Regions from separate parts of the Zea mays genome. Here all the other regions are linked to region 1. The links are chromatin contacts, called in public Hi-C maps. All regions are on one chromosome and are shown on one strand. The core of a region is the stretch at or near the end of the contact, and the rest is flanking DNA. Distances in the headings are between cores, read along the strand shown.

The links. A called contact is a pair of places that touch in the nucleus more often than the background predicts.
Region 2: a contact with region 1 is called in a Hi-C map of tassel, with 4 times the contacts expected there. The contact joins the promoter of LOC100191345 here to the promoter of LOC103637069 in region 1. A contact is called at or near these places in 6 of 25 Hi-C or Micro-C datasets (bundle sheath, ear, endosperm and 3 more).
Region 3: a contact with region 1 is called in a Hi-C map of endosperm, with 4 times the contacts expected there. The contact joins the promoter of LOC100272801 here to the promoter of LOC103637069 in region 1. A contact is called at or near these places in 2 of 25 Hi-C or Micro-C datasets (endosperm and leaf).

The regions. Positions count from the first base shown.
Region 1 is chr8:85,642,338-85,646,581 of Zm-B73-REFERENCE-NAM-5.0, reverse strand. LOC103637069 (mucin-1) reads left to right here and starts at 2,309. Exons shown (of 2, transcript XM_020543034.1): 1 at 2,309-2,380; 2 at 2,691-4,244. The coding sequence starts at 2,309. The coding sequence ends at 3,389.
Region 2 is chr8:85,846,391-85,850,634 of Zm-B73-REFERENCE-NAM-5.0, reverse strand. It overlaps LOC100191345, which reads right to left and starts at 2,169. Exons shown (of 8, transcript NM_001136779.1): 1 at 2,034-2,169; 2 at 1,369-1,481. The coding sequence starts at 2,112.
Region 3 is chr8:85,499,594-85,503,837 of Zm-B73-REFERENCE-NAM-5.0, reverse strand. LOC100272801 (putative cytochrome P450 superfamily protein) reads left to right here and starts at 1,938. Exons shown (of 3, transcript NM_001147254.1): 1 at 1,938-2,863; 2 at 3,751-3,872. The coding sequence starts at 2,079.

The DNA of each region.
Region 1 (4,244 bases), core at 1,060-3,559:
CTCAACGAGAGGGCACTGACACGCGGGCCCAGGAAACTCTCCGTGTGATCTCGTCCGCACACGGACTCACGCTGGCCGTCTGGCAACCAGGCCCGCTCGACTAGGGCTCCCTTGCCACACGCACATAGATCCCCGACGCCGCCAAGCAGGACACTCCTGTCGACCCCTTCGCTCACCTTACTGAACCTGAACAGAAATCATACACCTGGGATGCTGCAACGGCCGCCGGGAAACTCAGGGTCAAAACCGGTTGTGCGCCCCGGTCTCCAGGCTATAAAAATAGGGTCCCACGACCCTCCTACATCCCATCGGCATCACAAATAAATCACGCCTAGGAGCACCATCATGGCGAGGAGGAGGATAATAGGGAAAGCCGTCGCACCTGGAAATCCTTTGCATTAGCTTTCAGCCTCGGGGAATTGGTCCTGGTGATTCATCAGGTCACGCTCAAGCAATTGACCCCTTGCTGTGCATGTCTGGTGGACGAAGATACCGTGATTCGTCGTTGGAGTGCCGTCACCACCGCAGAGCCGCGTCTCATCGTGGGTAGAGAACATCACGCCTCGGTTCCTGGTGAGATTTCTCATACGAGTTCGCTTACTTCCCCTCTATGTGTAGCGTCGTTGGGATCGAAGTTTAGAGCTCTAGTGTGTAGGTTGGGATTTCCGGTGATGGCGCCGCCGTGGGCTGAGAACACCGCCGCCTGTGCACAGCATCGGTAAGGAGGAGGAGATGTGGGGATCGTCAATCTCGAGTTCGACGGTCATGATTAGAGCACTGTTACCTGTTTGGCTCGATAAATCCTGAGCGTTGATCTGTGAATGGGCGGATGAGAGGGTGTAATAAAATTGGGGCCATTGATCTATGATCCTATGGTCGCAGTCACATAGCGGTTCAAGATTAAATCTGGGCCATGGATCTCAGATCCAGTGACCTCCTTCACGTACATGTTCGGGTAAAATATAGGGATCCTCGAATCTTGATTTGACAGCCATAAAAGCGCGCATGTATATACTGTCGTGTTATATTCGCTAATGAGTCCCTCGGTTTTCGTAGAAACAACACGCAGGCCTTCTACCTCTAAGAACCATAACAAACTGGTCCTAGATCTGGTTAACAGAACCCTGAGCTCTCGGGTATTAGAAACCGCAGCCCTGATCTCATTTAAACAAACATGGGAATTGAATTTTAGGTATATTAATTATAATAAAACAACCTAAAACTTGTTTATTGCATAACTTCTCTGTTTTAACCTCAATTTCCACCGTTCTAGTCGTGTTAGCTTCGTATTAAAGTTGTCTACACATTAACAAAATTTGTTTAGTGTGTTCAAAGATAACTAAATATTTGGTTAACCCAATGTTTATTGGACTTACTTTTCTAGTCACAGTCAATATGATTAACTTGATCCATCTATAATTTGACTAAAATATGATCTTTAATCATGTTATAATTAAAGTTGAATTAGTTATTTTTTTAGATTGTATGGCTCATATGGTTTATATTAATAGAATATATCTTTATCATTTAATCACCTAAGAACTACGGAAAAACATATCTTTTTAACCGTAACTCCGATTTTAGTGGTTCTCGAATCTACGATCTCGTTGCAACGCGTAGAACATTATTATGCAGTGTGTTCTCATATTTGGTGTGATGTTAATTTCTCCTATGCAATGTTTTTTACTATTTTGAGTAGACGAGCAAGTGACCGAGGAGCCCAGAGCACATCAGGTTGAAGATTCTGAGCAGAAGCTCGCAGAAGGCAAGTTGTGCCCTTGACCACTCTTCTTTACCTAACAATGTTCTCTATAATTATTGTGACATGCTCAGGTTAATTTGATGGGACCTAATAGGTTGCCCTAGTTTTGTTTACCTCACACCTTGCTTGTAAATGAATTATTTGGTAGTTTAGCTATGTTGTACCTGGTTTTGGGAAGTAATGCTAAATGAAACATGATCATACTTTATCATTATTGCTGGATTATTTACTATTCATGATAAGATTATTGTGTTAACTAGAACATGGAGAACCAATTGGGAAAACAGTGCTACCACAAGGGTGGAATAGGACATCCTAGGCCAAGTAATTAGAAAATCTAGGGAGAGACTACCTTACCCAAAAGGGACAAGCGAGGAGCGGGTCAGTATAGAGTATAGGGAGGACCTCGGGTTGGACTGTTTGTAAAGCTTTTCAAACGAGGAACTCCTATGCTTCCTTCTTCTTAAATCCGTAGCGGGTTTTCTCGAACTAGTGTAACTTTGGAAAGGCCTCGTAGTGCTACTCTGCCTCGTCTCCTCGGTAGAGATGAATGGGAATTGTAGGCCCCTTGGAAAATGGGTAGCACATCTTGTGGGTAAAGATGTGAACCTCTACAGAGTACAAAACTAGAATATCAGTCGTGCTCACGGTCAAGAACATCTTGGACACTCACATGTGTAACTTATGGAATTAAATTTAATTTGTCATATGCATTGCATTGTGGGATTTATTATAATTGTGATCTCTTATTTTATTGGATGGTATACACCTATACTTAGTAACTGTTAATAAAATTTTGACCAACATATTAAATGCAATGCTCAGCTTCATTACAACTATTAAGAGCCATTTGTAGACTGCCCCCGCTCCCGTCCAGCAACGGCCTCCCGCACCGCACGGCAGCACGCCGCAAACCCCTGCGCAATAGCTGTCGTCCAGCCCCCGCCCCTGCTCCCCCACGCTGCGCGCGTCCGTGATACCGGGGATCTGCAACCCCCCATCCCCTAGCCCCCTCCCCGTCCCTGCTCCCCCCACGCTGCGCGCGTTCGTGATGCCAGGGATCCATCTCCTCTCCCCCATCTCTCCTGTACGCACTCTCTCTCTCCTCCCCAAGCTGCTGACTGGCTCGCGAAGTCGCCAAGGGATCAATCGAGATCTAATCTCGTTTCTGAGATGGGTGCATCTACCGCCATGGGAGCGCTCGAGCAGGCCCACCTCGCGGCCGTCGCTTCCGCATGCGATGATGATGAGCAAAACGACGCCGCAGGCCTTGCACGACGGCGACGAACCCGTCGACACCGCGTCGCCGGCGACGAGCCCCGACGGGGATGCCACGAAGCAGCAGGACTGCGCGTCCTCCGCCACGCCGCATTCTCCTCCGCCGGCAGCGGCGACGGCGGGCTGCTGGAGCACCTTGTCGAGCGTGGCGCGGAGGCCAGCGGCGACGGCCTCGTGGCTCCTGGCGACGCCCAGCCACGCCTGGCCCTCCCCGGCCAGCTGCCGGAGCCGCTCCTCCAGATCCGCGCCGCGGCGGCGGGCGCGCTCCAGCTCTGCCTCCGCGGCGCGGAGCCGAGCCTCCGTCGCGCGGCCCACGGCTGGCTCACGGTCCAGCATCATGGCAACGTAGAGCGGCAGCACAGCCGTGAGCACTGGTCGGGCGTGAAGATGCGCTACCACCGGATCCTCCCAAGAGTTTGTTTCTCTGCAGAGAACCCATGGTCATGCGACGAGCCACGGCTCATCGACGAAAGCCGCTTCACTGCAAGTCTGCAACATGCTCACCATCCAGCATTGTCGTCATCTTGTACACAATCCTAGCTCCTCTCCTCCTTCAGACTGTCTAGGCGCTGGAACGCAGTGAGTCTCCAACTGTGTGCCTCGCTGGCCTTCTTTAGTAATCGGGCCTTCAAGATTGCCATGCAACAAACGCAATGGAGCAGACAAGCAAGCCAAGGACAATTAGCAACTTGAAGGTATTGGACATGCCATCGTAGGTGTGTGCATCATGGCCCAGTCGCTAGCACGAGCCCAGACAGGTTATTGTAGGAGAAGTCTATGGCCGTAAGGCTCTGCATTGCAGCAATGGTTGCCGATATTTCTCCACCAAGGTGGTTCCGGGACAGGTTCAGGTAGTTGAGTATTCGGCTATTAATGGTTATTTCGACTGAGATCCAGGTAGGTGAGCAAGCGGTACTTCCCATCTCCGGCGACGCACCAGTGCCGGAAATCGGCAAGAAGCTACCGGACAGGGAGCCGGTCGTCGGCGATCCAGCGCATCGGATCGGGCGGCAGAGAAGGACTCGGGTCGTTTTGAAAAACGGGGTAGGCGATCATAGGGCCACCTCCTTCGTTACTGAGCTCCGGTTATGGCTGATGATGCTCGACAGTGGTTAAATCTGGCGAGAAGCACAAAATACCAAAGTTGTGGGTGTTATAATACTAGAAATGCAATTGCTTGGTTCGGGATAATAATTTTACGAAG
Region 2 (4,244 bases), core at 920-3,419, 200 kb before region 1:
TTTTCTACCTTATTTATCTATGGATACGGAATGATTCATGACTTGATGAGGGCCAAGACAAATGATAGAGATCTTGTGAGTCATGTGACTACTATGTTTGCAACATCCTTGCTTACATTGGCTAAGATGTCGAAACAAAGACAAGGGTTGAAAGCTCTCTTTGTTAGTAATGAATGGTGTGAGAGCAAATTGAAGAACACTAAAGTAAGGAATGCACGTGTTGTTTGTCACTCTGTTGCATTTTGGCAAGCAGATGAAGTAATTTCTATTGTTGATAAGAGGTGGGACGGTCAGATGAATACCATACCAATCTGTATAGAGCAACTTTGTTTTTTAATCCAAACAAGTTCTTTGAAACTAGAGAGAACAATAGAAGACTTCCTACACAACTATATTTAATATTTAATATTTAATGATATATTGTAGAAGAAGATGGATGAAAATATACTAAACAAGGTGTTTTTTAGTGTTCCAGCATGTTTTTAGTCTTAGCATATATAGAAAGTTATAAAAATACAATCACCGACTTATGTTCGACGAGTCACGACTAGTCTGTCCTAGTCTCGACGTCTACTAGTCAGTAGCTGCACAATTCGGCTCGACTTCTTGACTCAAAAACATTGATGTCAACCAAGAATGCACCTAGAATTGCATTCTTTTGTGGATAGAGGTAGTAGATAAAATGTACCATACCATAGAAGATTATCAACAAGTTACGGTACAAATCTTAAAATGTTAATTTCATAAAATTACTACATTGTTCTCATAATCATCAAAAAGCTACCATTTCTGGTGCCCATTTCACAAAACTATAACACTTAAGGTACCCTTATAAGGCTATCTCCAGCAGCTTACCTAGCCTATCCCCTATATCGTTCCTTATTTCAAACTTTACTCTGTGAACAGTGTATTGCCCCAAAAATGTTTTGAGCACCTGAGCCCACTGGACAGCATCATATATTGCAACAGATTGGGGCCATTCTTTTTTTCTGCACTATGTGATGCTGGCAAGTGGGTCCAGGTTCTCAGGGCACAATGTTGCAAGTTTGTGAGAAGGGAACCCAAAGTTTTGGTAGTTTTATGAAATCGGCACTAGAAGTGGTTATTTTGTGACAACTGGGACAGGAATGTGATATTTTTGTAAAGTATACTAACTTAAAAGGAAAAATCTGGTAATAAGAACAATGAAACTATGCTGACATTCGACGTATACAAACTTAAAGCAAAGTGAGAAGCATTCATATAAAAAATGGAAATGTTCCTTTGTGCTAAACAGTTGATGATGTCAACATCAAACGTATAAATATCATAAAAAAGCATACAACATCAAAGGTAATTTGCATGTAGCAATGTAGGGAGTAAACAAACCCTTTTAAATCCAGGTTCCATGCTACCAGAGAGAACCACTACAACTGGTGACTCGCTCCCTGTGAAAACTATCAACCCCTTCCATATGATTAATGCAGAGGTAACAATCATACCTGCAAAGAGAAAAATTCGAAAGTTAAAACCCTCCTCATGAGACTCATGTTGCAAATTAACAGTCAAATATCAAACCGCAGGAAAGTCCCAGTGTACAAACCTGAATTGCTATTAGCGACAACTGGAGTCTAGAGTAACCCACAAGAAACTTAATCACTTCTTCAGTGCATAAGCATCATTATAAACGCTCCAGATAATAAAAGAGGAGAAGAAGAAAAAAAAACAAAATCCAGTTCTCTAAAGCTGTCACACCCAATTCGACTACTGTTCTCATCTACGCATTTTTATGATTCTTAAGGGGGGTAGCTAAAGAGTTCAGATCATAGAACCAGATGAAGAATCAGGAGCAGTCTCCACCGATCTTACGGCAAAAACCACTGGAAATGGAAAAAAGACTTGTCCCGCTAATTAAAATCGTAGTAGACTCGCATGGCAAAGGCCTCACCACAAACCCAAGAATTATAGGGCTCCAAACGCACTACAAAGATCTCGAGGAGAAAAAAAAAACAAGCAGGGGGGAAAGAAGAGGAGGGTGCGGCAGAGAGCGTCACCGAGGCTGATGATCTGCGTGAGCAATTGGCGGATCTGCATGGAGCGGATTGACTCCATCGTGTCGCCGACGAACCCCATCTCGCTCCCTCTCCCTCGGCTTTCCGGCGGCGAAATCACGAGTCACGAACAGGATGGGAAGTGGAGGAAGAGAAATATTGATGTAACCCCGAAAGCCCAGCTGAAGCACGTTTTTTAATCCGGTACGAGTCCAATCCGACCGTCTTTATACAGTGCGTGACCGTCTTTATACGGTTCGGTTCGGGTAGAGATGACAACGGGTACAAACCCGCCGAATTTTGCTATCCCAAACCTCACTCATTAAAAAACCTATACATGTGACGATTTTGAAATTTTACCCAAACTCAAACCCATTGGGTTTGCGGGTACACACGGGTTACCCGCGGGTTTTTATCTCCAATATGCTTATTCTTTTTATAATCAATAAGTATCGTAATTGTTGGGGACTTGTTCTTAAATGCTATGAATTAAGATTAAGGCAATACAAAATGTTAAAGGTAAAAGCTCTTCGTCCTTTGAAGCACTATTTCCCTTAGCATATAATGATCTTCACACGAAGGTCATGAAAGACATACCTTCTCAGTATATGATAATGAAAGAAGAAGCATGTAAAATATAAGAAACAATATGAATAATCATATAATATTACTAACTCATCTTTTATTATATTGTCATGGATAAATAGAAATAATATAAAATTACATTTGTACCTTCGGCTTAACAGAAGGAGAAAGAACAAGTGTGATGCACGAGCGAGTACAAATCAGCGTCTACAGTACGGGGGTAGTGTTATCTATTTATAGGCACAGGGCGCAGCCTGTGTGAAATTACATTTATACCCTTTACAAAAAGATTACAATCATGACACAAACTATCATGAGTCAATCTGTCTTTTCATCTTTAAGTCGGTGCAACCCTTCGTCTTAGACATGTCGTTATGCCGAAGTTCCCTGTAAGGTAGCTTCGGCGTTATTTCCGTGCTGATCTTCCGAAGGTGTTTCTTCTTACAGGACCTTCGGCTACGAAGCAGACCCCCAACAGTAGCCCTTCGTGGTGCTAGATCGTTTTTCGTAACGAGCTTGATCCGTGAAAAATTGTCCTAGGCTTCGGAATGCCGAAGGTCTGAAAAACACCTTCCCTGAGCTCGTTACCGAGAAACGATTAAAATAATCTGAGCGCGGGGTGGTCCCACCATGCAGCGGGTATGCACGATCTGCCGATTCATCTCGCACGCACCGTGGTCCACCGTTCAGTGAGTGCGAGTGACTGTTGAGCGGGTACGGGCGACTTGACGATTCACCTTCACACCTGCAGCACTATATAAACAGACGGGTATGTGTGAAGTTACCACAGCATTCATTGTCATTGTACTGTTGTGCTGCTGAAAAATTTAACCATAGCCGAAGCTTTCTCATTGCATTCTCAAGGAAAGCATCGTTTTGATCTAGCTTCGTCATAAGAGAGAGCTTCGTCACAACCATAAAAATCATCAACATTCGTAAGAACTGCAAGGAATTCAGCACCTGATGGCCAGAGTTCGTTCAACTGCTAGGGTGACTCGTGACGGAGAGAAGGCCGAAGCCACATAGACTGCCCCGATCTCTGAAGTGATGAAACAATCGGGAATGGTTGTGACAGAGGTAGCTGCTGACGAAGGTGCACCTGCTGCCGAAGCTGAATATGTTGACATTGAAGAAGATGTTTTTGATGAAGAAGAGGAAGATTATAATACTCTCATGCCAGCCAAACCCAGTCACTTGGAATTTGGAAAATCTACCGTTTCTGAGGCTGATATGCCTATGATGATAAAGCTAGGCTACTTCGGAGAAGCTGATTCGTTTTGGTAGGGAAGAAACCACTCCGACACTGGAAAATGATGAGGTGGTAGTTTTCAGGAGTTTCTTCAGACCGGGGTTGAGGTTTCCTTTGAACGAAATGATTGGTGAAGTTTTGGAAAATTACAAAATCTATCTTCATCAGCTGACTCCTAACGATATCGTTAGACTCAACGTCTTCATCTGGGCTCTGCGAAGCCAAGGAATAGACCTGAATGCCGAAGCCTTTTGCCGAGTGCACGAGCTTCATTATCAGATGAAGGCTAGAGAAGATGGTCTTCATGAGAATTTTGGTTGCTACAACTTCGCTTACCACAAAGATATGAAGACTCCGGTGGTTAGCTATCGCACCAAGTG
Region 3 (4,244 bases), core at 689-3,188, 140 kb after region 1:
CTCTCCGTAAGGACCTGTTCGTTGGATGACCGCCCGGGAAAACAGTGCAACCATGAGGGTGAAATGGGATGCCCTTAGCTAATTAATTAGAGGAACTAGAGGTGTAGTTGCTTCGTCGTCGTGCCGTCAATGGGGTCCAGGCACAGTGCTTGCTCTGCCGAGGCTGAGTGCCGAGGTTTTTTTGTTTTGCTTTTGTTAGTCACCCTCCTGCGGGGAGAGGTACTGTGTTTATCAAACTGGAGAAACCTAACGGGCGGCTATGACCTCTAGGGAATCTTTGTAAAGGCTACGTAGTGATACCCTGCCGGACCACCTAGGAAGTGATCAATGGGGAGTCATGATCCCCGGGCAAAACGGGAATCACGGCTCATGGGTAAAGTGTGCGACCTCTGCAGAGTGTTATGAAACTGATATATCAGCCGTGCTCGCGGTTATGAGCGGCCAAGGGAGCTCCATTGATTAGATACTTCGATCAGAGATGGTTGGTTTACAGATGATGATGAGGACGATTATGATCATGCTTATGGTAATGGTAAGTGGTATTCTTTCCATTTGGAAAGGGTACTTTGGGTTAAGAACTTGGGTTAATGCTAAAACCTGGCTTTCTACTAGTAATAATAACCTGACCAACTAAAAGCAACTGCTTGACTTAACCCCACATAAAGCTAGTCCACTACAGCCAAACGGGACATTTGCTGAGTACGTTGATGTGTACTCACCCTTGCTTTCACAAAACACCAGGTTGCCTTTGGTGCAATCTATGCTCAGGTAAACAAGGCGTCGAGGCGGATCTCCAGGAGTTCTAGGACGTCGACGAGTTCGAGGATTAGGCTAGCGACCTCCCCCAGTCAGCTGCCTGTGGTGGGTTGTTTACGTTGGCTACGTTTCGATTCTGTGTACTTTGATTTATATTATGTAAATGACTCTAGTTTGTAATATTATTACTTACTCTTTATTGTAATTCGAAGCATTGTGCTATGATGAGTCATTTATGTAATCGCTGTGTACGTGAATTACTGATCCTGGCACGTACATGGTTCGCATTCGGTTTACCTTCAAAACCGGGTGTGACAATATGGAGCCCCTACTACATAGCAAGTCTGAGAGTCCTCTCATTATGGATTCTATATAAAGAAGGTCAACTGTGGAGACTATAGTAGCTCTTACTCAGACTATCTATGAAAAAGCTAGAATTCATTTGTCTTCATCTATGAACTTAAATCTACCGGTAAGACGGGCTTCTTAAGTTTAATTACATGTGTAGGAACTTCTAATTGGCCTAGCAAGGATGGACATCTTTCATCAATTTATTAGATTTAGTGAGAGGCTCCAAGATGGTATATGTAGAATGGGAGGTAAAGACAAACTTTGGCCAGTTTACATTTTCAAAACTACAACTATATATCTTGCCTATCCTTGTTTACTATAAATAAGAGTGGTAATGGATCACGATCCAAATGTTTTTCGTAATTTATTTGTGCCTTTAATTAATATTAGTTCAAAATTGAATAGAATTAGAGTCCAATCTTAATCGATCTGACACTTAAAATTTTTAGTGTAAAATTTAGAGTCATTACCACCCCTAACTATAAGAACCCATCACAGTCCACTTATCTGCACATTCTCTAATTTTGTTCTGTGAATTAGCTGAAGCATTTTTGTAAGGACTTGGCTGCGTTTCGTAATTAGTAACAGTAAACTTTTCCATGGAAAAGACGGGTTAGCGGAGCTGCAACTTCACCGACTGCAGTCTCAGCGGTGATCCATGAATCCCCTTTGGGCCTTCCGCTGCCAGCAAATAGCAATAGTAGTGTTTGATCCCGTTCCAAAAACAAAAACAAAAAGAAGAGCCACACATTTTGGAAACTTTTTTGTGGGGCCCGCCCGCAGCACCAAAACCATACCAACCCCCGCAATGGCAAACCAAACAAATTCGTGTACTCAAATTGGACCCGTCTCGGCGCTCTCTCCCAAAAAAACGCTATAAAATCCCCGGCATTCCTCCTTGCCTGTTCCATCGCCTCCACGAACAAACCACACACCCCACCTACCCCGGCCGGACCGGCAGGCAGCACAGCATGGACCTCGCCCTCCTAGAGAAGGCCCTGCTGGGCCTGTTCGCCGCGGCTGTGGTGGCCATCGCCGTGGCCAAGCTGACCGGCAAGCGGTACCGCCTCCCACCGGGGCCCCCGGGCGCCCCCGTGGTGGGAAACTGGCTGCAGGTGGGCGACGACCTGAACCACCGCAACCTGATGGCCATGGCGAAGCGGTTCGGCGACATCTTCCTGCTGCGCATGGGCGTGCGCAACCTGGTGGTGGTGTCGACCCCGGAGCTGGCCAAGGAGGTGCTCCACACGCAGGGCGTGGAGTTCGGCTCCCGCACCCGCAACGTGGTGTTCGACATCTTCACGGGCAAGGGGCAGGACATGGTGTTCACGGTGTACGGCGACCACTGGCGCAAGATGCGGCGCATCATGACCGTCCCCTTCTTCACCAACAAGGTGGTGGCCCAGAACCGCGCCGGGTGGGAGGAGGAGGCCCGGCTGGTGGTGGAGGACGTGAGGAAGGACCCCGAGGCCGCGGCCGGCGGCGTCGTGCTCCGCCGCCGCCTCCAGCTGATGATGTACAACGACATGTTCCGCATCATGTTCGACCGCCGGTTCGACAGCGAGCACGACCCGCTCTTCAACAAGCTCAAGGCGCTCAACGCGGAGCGCAGCCGCCTGTCGCAGAGCTTCGAGTACAACTACGGCGACTTCATCCCCGTGCTCCGCCCCTTCCTCCGCGGCTACCTCAACCGCTGCCACGACCTCAAGACGCGCCGCATGAAGGTCTTCGAGGACAACTTCGTACAGGAGCGCAAGTAAGTCTGCCATATTCCATTTTCTTTCCTTTCCTTTTTCTTTTGAGCTGGCCACCTGGGCTGGTGGTTGGTTGACGGCGGGTGGAGTTGCAAGTTGCATCGTCGGCGGGTGAGGTATGAGCTGGAGGCTGGAGCTGGGCGGAAGACAGTTGCATGCATTGCATCTGTGCCTCTGTGGTGGTGGCTGCGCACATGCTGCAACCGATGCCATCTACCGGTGGACAAATCAATGCCATCTGCCAGTGGACAAGGACGAATCAACAGCCAAGTCCATATTTTATTTTATTTTGCTAGTCATTGAATTTTGGCGAGATCGGACGACTTTTGTGATGCATGGCTGGCTCCAGTCATGTTTGACACGTAACTAAAAGACCCACCGCACGGGTTAGGGAGTACTAGTACCTACTACTCCTAAACAACAACTTGTAGTTGTCCACAACAGGTTAACAGATCAAAGAAGGATAGGTGAGCGGCACTACTCATCTCGTGGCTTCCGGTGACAGATGATCAGCCCACGAAGGAAAAAGAAAAAGGGACTCGCTTGATTTGCGTTGCTTTGCTTTCCGCGCAAGGCCGAAAGCTTAAGGTCGGGGCAACGACACACCGAGAGCGACGGAGATATACCACGCTCTGCTGCTTCATGATAGCTGGAAGGACATCAGCATGACACGCATGCCAATAATGTAGTAGAAGACTAGTTTATTTGTCACCTACTAGGCAGAGAGTGCGGTGGTTCCATGAACCAACCATTCGTGCGTGCGTGCCCACCGCACGACCACGAGGGGGCATGCAACATATACTTTACAAAATTCATTCGGTTGTTGACTTGGTTTCAATTCATTGGGTTGGGAAGACAAAACTAACATGGATGCGTTGCGTACTCACAGGAAGGTGATGGCTCAGACTGGTGAGATCCGGTGCGCCATGGATCACATCCTCGAGGCCGAGAGGAAGGGCGAGATCAACCACGACAACGTCCTCTACATCGTCGAGAACATCAACGTCGCAGGTATCGATAATCGTCACTGCTCAGTGCAATGAAACGGAAACAGAGTATGCTATGTCTGAAGAACCAAGTGAGACTTATCATTCAACTACTGCAGTCCAGCGCTACTACACAAACAAATAGCACTGCAATATCGGAAGATATAATAATATAAGGCACGTCTTAATCAAGTCTCCGTCAGCCAACTTAATTCCGTCCTTAATTAACCGGCAACATACTGAGCCTAATGCGGTGTCACACTTCAAGTGGGCTCCCGTATTTATCTGCTAGGCATAGTATCTATCTGTGTATCAAAAGGTAGTTGAAGCCGCCACCACGTGACCACGCCTCAAAAAGAATTGCGTTTTGATTTGTATATCCAAGCTGCCACACCTG